Linked DNA regions of Gossypium arboreum: region 2 is linked to region 1. The links are chromatin contacts, called in public Hi-C maps. All regions are on one chromosome and are shown on one strand. Each heading gives the region's core, a stretch centred on a gene start, on an enhancer-like site or on the middle of the called end of the contact. The rest is flanking DNA. Distances are from core to core; before and after follow the strand shown.

The links. Hi-C and Micro-C count contacts between places; a contact is called where the count stands out from the background.
Region 2: a contact with region 1 is called in a Hi-C map of leaf, with 2.1 times the contacts expected there. The contact joins the promoter of LOC108470434 here to the promoter of LOC108474187 in region 1. A contact is called at or near these places in 2 of 5 Hi-C or Micro-C datasets (both in leaf).

Annotation. Positions count from the first base shown.
Region 1 is chr1:20,005,612-20,011,309 of ASM2569848v2, forward strand. It overlaps LOC108474187, which reads right to left and starts at 4,441. Exons shown (of 11, transcript XM_017776114.2): 1 at 3,732-4,441; 2 at 2,966-3,115; 3 at 2,087-2,254; 4 at 1,637-1,789; 5 at 1,290-1,442; 6 at 897-1,061; 7 at 581-754. The coding sequence starts at 3,915.
Region 2 is chr1:20,179,388-20,185,359 of ASM2569848v2, forward strand. LOC108470434 (protein ENHANCER OF LHP1 1) reads right to left here and starts at 2,699. Exons shown (of 12, transcript XM_017771742.2): 1 at 2,074-2,699; 2 at 711-1,816; 3 at 336-512; 4 at 61-174. The coding sequence starts at 2,347.

The DNA.
Region 1 (5,698 bases), core at 3,191-5,690:
AATAACTAACCCAAAAGTCTGGAAATCTGTTTTTATAAGTAACAAGTAATCCAAAAGTCAGAAGGTCTGCTTTTTTTTTCTAAAGCTTATGTTTGGTGCTAAGTACAAGATAAAACATAAGTAATAAGTAACCCAAAAGTCTGTTTTTATCTTCTAAACTTTATTTTTTATGCAAAGTACAGCAAAAACCTAAGTAACAAGTAACACAAAGTCCGTCTTTATTTTCTATTATTACAGATGAAAAGACAAGCAAGATACAATAGCCAACCACACAAAGGCACGTCCATAGTTCAAAGACTAATTTCTTTGAGTGTCTGAGGTGAGGGCTTAGTGATATATGGATAAGACTAAGATATTAATATAACTCGGAGAAGAGCAACATAGTTCAAAGACTAATTTCTTTGTGTGTGCCTGGGTGTTTGGAGGAACACGGGGCAAAGTGAGGGCTCAGTAATATATGGATAAGACTAAGAACTTGAGGGAAAAAAAGCTTAAAGAATGTATTAATATAACTCTGAGAAGAGGAACATAGTGGTTATAAAATATACAAATTGGTCAGAAAGTGAGAAAGAGTTCTTACTTGGTTGGCCATAACTAGATAAAGGAATGGGTTGGTTCACGTCATTGCTGACTTCAATTCTAACAAGAGCTTTATCTTGTGCAAGATTGCTAAGATTTTGTTCTTGACACTTAAGCTTTAGCTGCTTTCTCAACGATAACTTCTCTAGCTTCCTTTCATCTCGTAAAATAAGTCCTGGGAGTCACATTAATCAGAACTTATATTCAGCTGAAGGCTGGCAAAAGATTTCCGGAGTTCCCCGAACCAAATCAAATATAAAAAGCAGCTTAGAATGAAACGTTTTTAAATCAAGGTAAAAAGCATATTTAGATTAAACCTGTGTGCAAGTAGTACATGTCATCCAATGCCTCAAGGGTCTTATTGCAGCCACCAATAAACACAAGAACACCGCTCTTCAGGGGATCTAAACAATCCCCAGCAACAGAAAATCGAGCAGAAGGGCCATCACCCATAGTTATCACCTTGGTCCAAATGCCAGTATCTGCACCATTAGAAACATAAATTATGAACAACTAACCACACTTGCACATTATTTCATCACAAAGCAACCCTTTTGGACCACAAAGGAAAGAAATATAAACAAATAAATAACTAAAATATTGCAATTTCCTACAACCTTCAACCTTAGATTTCTAAAATAGACTCACTAGATGATTTCAAGAAATAGAAAATTTGATTGAAGATAACACAATTAACAATTAAGACGTACCAACATCAAGCATGTAGAGATCGTCATAAAGATTCTGAGCGTCTGTAAATCCCCCAAAAACAAACAAGTTCTTGCCAAAAGCAACAGTAGAGTGGCCAGCACGAGGTGTCAACATCTGGCCTGAGGTATTCAACTCTTTCCATGCAAGAGTGTCTGGCAAAAATAAGAAAAATTCCAAGAAAAAAATTAAGCAGACATAAAAATCCAAGATTCATGTATTTTCAAGCAATGAAAACATGTAAAATGTACAGTAAGTTGAATATAACAAGGTAACAACCAAGGGCGTGTATGAAAGCATAGAAGAACAGTTAAATGCATGGACTCATGAGAAAGAAGAAAAATCAAACCTGCATCCAGGATATGGACATCAGACAAATAGTAATCGTGCCCATCTTCACCACCGATTACAATAATTTTATTCTTCCAAGATGAGCAAGTATGGCTATCACGAGCAGATGGTGGGTTCCCCAATGTTGCAGCACGTTTCCAGACAAAGGTCTCTACAAGCAAAAAGATGAGGGGAAAATAAGAATTCATATAAAACCCCAGAAAGAAAGAATAATAATAATAATAAAGAAACTTGTTCCTTCAGCCTAAGCTTTTCAAGACATTTTCAAAGCAAAAAAGATACCAAACAAAACTCAATTCCAATTTTTCAAGTGCAACAAGGAGTTCTGGCAAATGCATGAATTTGTAATTTTACCCCTCTATGTTGCATAAATGGAGATCACATTAATCAAACTGAAATCAGCCAATGCAATAAGAAGTTAAGAATAAAGCATTGTCAAGATATTTACCTGTATTTAAAATATAGAGGTCATTGTAATAAATTTCATCATTGTTATTAGAAGACTTTCCGCAGCCACCAAATATGAAGAGTCGTTTACCAACAAGAGCTGCGCTATGACCCTCACGTGCCTCTGGCCCTTCACCTCTTACACTTGGACAAATCCATGTGCATGTTGCTGCAAGAAAAGCATGTAACGAGTTAATGTATTTCACTATTGATAAGAAGCCCTCTGATGGTTTTCAAGGACGCCTTGGGCAAAATAACAGCAAACCACTTAATTTTATTTCCATGAAATGACTGAAAGGCAAAGGATTGTGATAATTTAATAATTAAAGTAACAAAAAGAAAGGGAATTTTAACGTCCTGGAATCGCTTCAACAGCCATCTAGTAATTGCCCTTAAGTGCCTCCCTATTTCTCTCTAACACTCCGAATATATATAGGGCTTCATTTTTAAATATATAATAAAATAATCATTAATTCATAAAATTGGTTCTTTATAAACCCTGTAGGATAGAAATAAAGAGCTTCAGAGTACATGACTGAGAATACAGTTCCCTCAGAGTTATGAGTGTCAAAAAATTACATGAAGACCATCTCAACAAGTTTTGTAATTATCTCCAAAGAACATTACTTCCTATAACAAAATTACATGAAGACAATCTCAACGAGTTTTGTGACTATCTCCAAAGAACATTAATTCCTATAACAAACTTAAAAGGGAAAAATATGTTGATTCTGTCACTGGTTCTAAAGTAGTATCACCCAACCATTCCACTTAAGCAAAATGATATCTTTCATGGAATTTGAAAGGAAAATCAAGGCAAATGCGGATAATGGGTAATAAGAGGTGAACAAAAGGAAATCGAATGTGAGGAATAACTCACCAGTGTCTAATATATGCAGATCCTTGAGAGGATTCATCCCATCAGTACCACCAAAGACAAATAGATTGTCACCAACAGTAGTACAACTATGACTATCCCTTGGAATTGGAGGTGTGCCTTTTGTTGCTAGTAGGCTCCATGTCAGACTAGCTGCAAAATCGCAATATCATAAATATAAGAGCCATTAAAGAGCCTCCAAACAAACTCCCAGGATTATAAATGTTATGAAAAAAAACCCACGTACCAAAATATAGATACAGGCAACTGAATTAACTATTATGAAAAATCAAGAAATGACATGTTATGTGGGGCAAACTGTTCCACAAAAACACGATAACAACAACTAATCAAATTTTTTTTAAACCAAACAAAAAGGGAAGCAAGAAAAAGTTTATGCTGAACCAGAAACCCAACAAATGTGCCTATGTAAAAATCCACCTAACAACTTTTTGAGTAGCACATGCCTATAATCATTAATACCGGCAATAAATGCTAAACCAAGCACATATCAGAAGCATAAATGCTTATAAAAAATTGTACCACAATAAACCCATAAAAACCCTAAGAAATGAGCTTCAATAACATACCCACTAAAAGAATCAATTAGCAAAACACATAAAACACATTCAAAATCCAAATTATATCTCAAAATACCAAATAAAAGTCAAAATGTAAAACCTCAAAAGTTCATTTGGAGATGAAACAAGTGAGAAAAATAATTAAAAATGAGAAAAGAGAAAAGAAACCCAGATTTTAGAAGACCCACCAGTGTCAAAGACATGAACTTGATTGGTTTGGCAATTATCTTTGCCATAACCACCAAAAACATAGAGAAATCTGCCTCCTTTAATGGCGTTACATGTATGTCCCCATCTTTTCCCTGGCCCCGCACATGCTTCTCCCACACCTCCTTCTTCTTTTGGGTATAACTGAACCTTTTCCCACCTCATTTTTCCTGGGAAAAGATGAAAAATTTTCAGTGGGAAAGTGAAGGAAAGTTTCAATATTTGAAGACAAAACAAAGGTTTTCTAGTTTCTTTTTTCAAATATCTTTTTGGGGTTTGGGGATTTGAGACCGAGTGGATTAAGAGTTCATGCAAATAAATAAAATGAAATATAAAATTTTCAAATAAGTTTTGTTTAATGAAAATATTTGAAAGAGGGATTAAGAAATTTTAGAACTGTAGAGAGAGAGAATCTGGTGGGCTTTGCATAGGAACTTGAAATACAGCTTTTGGACACGTGTCATTTGATGTAGGTCCACATCTTGGTGGGCCTATGATAGGATGGGTATCGAGACACGTTGCAAAAGAATCAGCCGTTGGTTTGGACACCTCTGAATGGTTTATTATCTGCCTTTTGTGCCTGTTTGGGTTTCCAGCTCTCAATGGCCCGGATTTATTTTGGGGAAAAATATTAATGAAACAAAAATTAATACATAAAGTATATACTACTTTTTATTTGATTAGGAAGGAGGGAAGGTCGTGTTTTCACCAGTATGCTTTGACACTCTTCAATCACTTAATAATTTAAACTTCTTTTTGTACTAACACAACTACATTATGATACAATAAAAATATCTATAGTAAGGTTATAGATTTGAGTTTTGTGGACAGGGGCGTAGCCAGGAGCTGGCATGGCCACGGCCCCCTAAAATAAAAAATTTTATTTTTGATTATTGAAATTTTTTAAAAATTTTAAATTAATAAAAGTAAAATTGCTCTTTGACCTCCCTAAAATTATAAAAATTTAATTTAATATTTTACAAATTATAAAAATATAAACTATAAAAAATTAAAATTTTATCCGGCCCCTAAAAAAATTTTCTGGCTTCGCCCTTGTTTGTGGACAATGAAAAAATATTATGAAAATTTATCTTCTATTCAGAGTTTCAATCCATTTTGACTTTAGATTTAATCAAGATCCAATATACTTATTTAATATCGAAAGGTTTCAAACTAAAAAAAAAATATTGTTATAACAAAACAACCTTAAGTTTGCTAAGGTAACCTCTCGACAGCATAACAACTCACCTCTGCTCTAGCAATGATTGCCTCCACCAAAATTCTAGTGATGGAGAACTTCTGTAATTGTGTTGGAAGACATGAAATGTGAAATATGTTTGATTTATTTTGTTATGATGTGTTTCAACGAGCTAGACATAGAATTTAGTTTGGCTAGAGTCCTTACTGATCAATTTTAGGATATGTGTGATTACTCACTTATGAATCTATTTAACTTTTGATTGATCCAGGTAAAACTTGAGGAAAATCCGAAAATGAACTAATTTGGTCTACTTTAACAATTTTAGGTTTAAGAGTTTGGTTGCGTGCCGGGAAGAATCAATACCCCTACAACTTATATTCTAAAGATAACATTATTTAGTCTTGAAGTTAGGGTTTTCCTTAATCATATACTTTATACAAATTTGGCTCTATTTTTATAAACTAGAGTTTCGTATAAGTTGATTTTACTTTGAAAATAAAAAGTTGTGATCTAATTTTATCTAGGTAAACTTAATTTTTGAGTCAATTTCCAATTAATTCGAATTCTATTTTGAGTTTAAAAGTTGACAAAATGCAAGTTATAAAATTTTGATATGTTGAACTTCAAATTTAATTTTGAATTTTAATTTGTAAATTTATTTTACTTTTATTTTTTCTTTTATTTCAATTTTCTTTCACAATACCAAACATGAATCTTATACTTGAAGTCTTATTAATGAGACACTGG
Region 2 (5,972 bases), core at 1,449-3,948, 170 kb after region 1:
ACATCTTGAACACTGCAATTGTATCATGAACAATAAAGTAAACAGTATTAAGTAATAAACCTGCAAACCACCATTGGTGAAGATTCGAAGAAAATTAAGACTTGTAACTGCAGCTACCCAAGTGGAACCAAGTGCGACTGCTTTTACTTCTTCACCTTCGAACCGCATGTACCACTGAGCTCACAATAACATGTACCCAAAAAAAAAAACCACCACTTTGTGAAATGTCACATCAAATGCACCAATGTTAACATTTACAAGACCAGCATGTGTATGTCCAGAACAATGCATAGACGTAAGGAATGAGTTTTTCTTTTTAAGGCAACAGCTCTAACCTCACTGTTATTTGCCCAACTGCGAAATGGTCGATACATAAGAGTACTCATGTTCTTCTCACCCTTGCGTGGATTTGCAAAAACACTACCATTTTCATTTAGTGATGCCATTGTGAAACCATAATGATCAGTCATTGGTGGAACTCGTGGACCCATGCTAGTATCATGAAAATCTATCTGTGCGTCAGACAAGCACTTAATATCAGCCCATAACGATGAAAAAACATGTTTTTATTTTTATGCTTGTAAACCCGATTTTTAGTAAAATAACAAAATTAATGCCTAATCACCCATCCTCAAACCAGTTACTGCACAAAAGAAAAAAAAATGGTCATTAGGAAGTAAAGGATTGAACGAAACATACAACATTAGTACCTCTATATGGGAATATTCATCATGTTTGATTGTAGTTATACTTCCAAGCATATTGTAGCACAAAAAATGCCTTTTTCCAGGATGCGGTGGTGTTGAACCAGGCTGAAAAGCCTCCTGCATTTTTGGTCTAAATGCCATCATGGCTTTTAACGCATCTTTGTCTTTATCTGAATTTTCCTTGTTAACACGAGGCACTTTTCTCTGAGGTTCAGTTTTCCGAACCAAGTTTAACTCATCATAAACATCTTCATGCTGATCATCATCAATTACAGACTGCTTCCGCAATCTTTTTCTGCTAGGAGGCTCAGACTCACCATGGCTATCCTCACCAAGATCACTTAAACTACCTGACATGCTGAGGTCCTGATCCTCCTCATCGAAAAACAGGAGGCCATTACTGTTCCGTGTCTGAGAATTCGGAATGTCTTCAGTAGGAGACTTCATTGAGGACGGAACAACTGATTCCCACACTCCATACTTTCCCATGACATCAATGACAGCCAGAGCATTTCCAATTGGCTTCCATGCCATACAACATATTCTCTCATCAAAATTCTGCCTATCAATATCCTGCTTCCTCTTGACATCCCAGATCAAAACTTGCTTATCCAAGCTAGAAGTGGCCATGTATCTCCCATTAGGTGACCACGACATGAAACATATTGGCTGCATGTGATCGCCTCTCAAAGTAAACAACTTTTCAGCCGTATCTCTATCATACATCACTATGTCATTTTTCATACCCGGGACTGCTAAAGTCTCCCCATCAGGACTCCAGCTAAGTACATTTAAAACAGAAGTATCCGAGCCAGTATCAGGAGCTACACCATTGAGGGTATATAATGTTCTTCCGGATTGAAGTTCCCAATATATGACAGTCCCAATTGAATCAATTGATGCCAAGTATTCACCATTAGGATCGAAAGCTAAACCTGTGACAGGCCCTCTATGCCCTTTAAGAACCCTAGCAATTGAGCCATCAATTGTATTAATAAGTTTAATGCCCTCATCATCACCAGCAGCTGCCAGCATACTCCCTGACTTATTAAAAGAAAGTGCACGAATAGGCAGCGTGAACCTGGTAATATTAGTCTCAAATTCCCCACCTAAAAAAAAGAACCATTAGACCTTGCTCTTCATGTTTTCATTAAACTGCAGCAAGAGAAGTAGAAACGGGAAAGAATAAAGAGCGTTACATTAAATTGCAGTATTTCAAGTTTCTCACATGTTATCAACGAAAATTTACAGATCAAATCGAATATTTCGTAATTCTAACAAATACCCAGATAAGAGAGAGAGAGAGAGAGAGAGAGAACCAAAAATATGCTGAACGTCACAAAATTAAACAAAAAAAAAAGACTACCTGGGAATTTATAGAGCTTAACAGAATGATCAATAGATCCGGAAGCAAGACAAGTAGAATTGGGACTAACTGCCAAGGCAGTGACCCCATCTCGGTGGTGGCGAAGAACCCGAGGCGGACTCGAATGAAGAAGCGGATCGTGAATAGAGATAGAGGGTTGCGATGATGACGCAGTGACCAAGTGGTGGGCTTGGAGATCCCACAAGATGGAGCAGAAAGAAGCATTGGAACTTACCTCATGGGCTTCCCTTAGCTTCACTGATTTGATTTTCATGGCGTAGGCTTTGGGGCGGCGCTGGAAATGGAGAGATATTTGGTGTGTGTTTTAAGTCTTTTGCCTTGCTTTAGGTGGGTGCTTTAGTTTACGGTGAACTCAAGTGGGTATGGTTTTTGGCGGGAAATGAGGCCATGAATTTTGGGTTTCGCGGGTAGGAAAGGAAACTTGGAGGGAAATAATTCAATTAAAAGGAAACGATTTGCTTTCCGTTCAGGCATCGGCCTGCCAGACTGTCGTATGGTTCCATGGCTCATGGACCTCACTTTGCATTGGATTCTAGCAAATATGACACCCTTGTCCCAACACGGAATCTTTCATCCCGTTGGCAATTGACTGTTTGTTAGTTGTTGTGGTTGATTTGATTATTTAATTCTATTAATAGTTTATTTAAAAGTATTTCATAAAACTTAATTAATAATTGAAAATTAATGTATAAAATTATAAATAAGAGCATCTGACATTTTATTATTAAATATTTATTTGTTTATAATATTTTAGTATTTATTAAGTGAAATTATTAAAATAAAATATTATTATTAAGGAATTAAAATATCTATTATGGAAATTAATTTGTGAATATTTTTACATTTACTTGAGACTTTAGAGGTGAAAGTGAAAATGAGAGAATGAATACTACTAATATTTTGGCACCCCTATTAGATTTGATAGCATGTGGCAAATTGAGTAATTTTTGAGCAAGCATAATTAGATATGTCATTTTACATATTGCATACCCAATCAGTTGTGAAAAAAGTTATCCATTCCAGCGTTTTTTATTTTGCAAGTTTTAGCTCAACAAGCTCTTATAATCATCTATTTACCAAACACTACAATTAAAGGGTTTAACTACTTAATCCTTCATTTGTACCTAAATCAACTAAAAAATGTCCAAAACTCTATTTACCAAACACCCTCTTTATCCTTAACTTGTGTCCTTTTCGAATCGAATCAAATTTATATTTACATAGAGAGAATTAAGTTTAATTTGATTCAAAAGTATTTGTTAACGAGTAACTGAAACTTGCTTAGAATAATTTATGTTATCTTTTTCTCTAAAAATTAAGAATTATGCTTTTTTTATTTTTTAACCTTTCATGAATTTACATATTTTCTGTTTTATTAAAATTTTAAAATAATTAATTTAACATACTTTTAATATTTACATTAACATAATAAATTTAATCTTTATGTAATATATATAAATACAAAAAAAGTAATGTAATATCACATTAGAGAATAGATTAGGTTCGGGCATTAAACGATGCTACCAAAATGTAGACTAATTTTTAGAGGCATAATGATAAATCTAATTCTTGAAGTTTACAATTTTTGTCAAGTTACCCCCTTTTCTTAAAGTTAAATATAGCACTCCACTTTTTACAAAGAGTTCAATTTGACCATCAACTTCTTAAAAAGAGTCAAATTGTTGTTGTTTAATGACAATAGTGACTAAACCATTAAAATTTTAAACCTGACAGCCTGCATATCAACCCATGTGCGTACTTCATGCTTTTTTATATTTTTATATTTTTAATTTATTTTTATTTTGAATTATTGTATAATTTTTAAATTATTTATTGACATGACATATAATATGTAACACTCCTAACTCGGTTCGATTGCTGAACCTGAGCTACAGGATGCCACAACAACTAATAGAACATATAACATTCATACGCTTAAAATTTAAAGATAATATGTAAACATTTCATTCAATCATGTTTCATAGCATTCATAGTTAAACCAAGTCTCAAATGGACTTACGAAAGCCCTTCAACCAACCCAAGAACGCGTAAGGACTTCATTGTAAACTTTAAAAAAAGTATGGAAATTTCAGTAAATAAGGGTCACACGGTTGTGTGACAAACTATGGCCGTGTGTGCTTGAGTTACACGGCTATGTCGCCAAGTTGTGTAACAAACTGAAGCCATGTAAGGTTGGAGTTACACGGCCATATATTCAGATCGTGTAACTCATTGGTGTCGTATGGATCTAAATGTAATAATTCAGCAAATGTTACACGACTATGTGGTTGGGTCCTATATTTGGCTGAGAACAATTTTTACCTAATTTACAATGAGTACACAGCCGTGTCACCTACCAGTGTGTGACACATGATCGTGTGTTAGTCCGTGTGAAATGCAAATTGACCTTTTTTATGCAATATGCCAACTAGCCAAAACAAATGAATTATAGTACATTCATAAACCAATCAAACTTGTCCCAGAACATGTATAATCCATGACAAAATATAGTTGAAAACACTTTCCTGAACACACAACCAATATGCCACATTTGGCACCAACATAACCATCAATATAAATCCACAAATCATACCAAAACACTTAACCATTTTATATCATAAGCTAGGTCACATGCACGTCATTATTTAAGTTTGCCATTTACATATGCAAATACCATTCAACATTTACTCAAGTTACCATATGCAGATGTTTACATATCTAAGCTCAACAATGCCAAAACACAAGCACATGCTTTACATTACAAGCATTTAACCTTCATATGTACATGCCACAAATAACCAAGCTTGAACATTCAAAAGTCTACCGAATCGCGAGATGATAGGTGTGAGCTTCTCACTGATCCAATCGACACATTTTGGATGTCCAAAATCTACAAAGAAAGTAGCAACATAGTTAAGTATTATAAATACTTAGTAAGATCCTACAATAGAAACAATTAGCTTATATAAATACATAGTAAGCTCCTACAATAGAAACAATTAGCTTACCCTATTTATTTAACAAATACAATTTAATATGCAACAATTTCATCTATCATTACATTCACAACAACATCAACCAAATGAGATTTGGATCATAACCACATATATAATTTGAAATAACCATATATCATGTAACAGTCAATTTGCATCTCGAATCCATATCATGATCATCTTTTGCCATCACCAATTTCATTGTTTCATATATTCCATCTTTTATTATTATTACCTGATGAAACATCGTAAAAGAACTCAATACACAAGTGAAAGTAATGTCAAATGCTCGTCTTGTAACACTCCTTACCCGAGACTGTTGCCAGAATCGAGCACGAGGCATTACTAAACTTATTCTATCCCTTAAATAGGTTTAAATTATTTATTTAAGCATTTGGAATGTATTGCCATTCTGCGTCGTGAGTCGCCTAAAATTCATATCTTGAGTTCAAACTCAAAATTAAGATCCGTAAATTTTTCCTGAAACTAGACTCATATATCTATCTACTAATTTTTTTCATAGATTTTTGACTTGGCCAATTAGTACAGTTTATTAGTTAAAGTTTCCCCTATTTCAAAACTCGACTGCACTAACCTCTTGTTACTACAAACCATGTTTCTTCCTGTACAAAATTCATATCACTAAGCCGTTTGTTTCTCTTAAAACTAGACTCAACAAGGATTATAACCATATAAAGTATACCTTCTAATTAGTTTTGTACAATTTATGGTGAATTTCCAAAGTTGAAACAGGGGTTCCAAAAATCGCTCTGACCCTATTTCACTAAAACTCAGATATATCATGAAATATAATACCTTTACCTATTTTTCTTATTCCATAAGAAAATAGACATAATAAGATTTAATTTCATATATTATTCATCT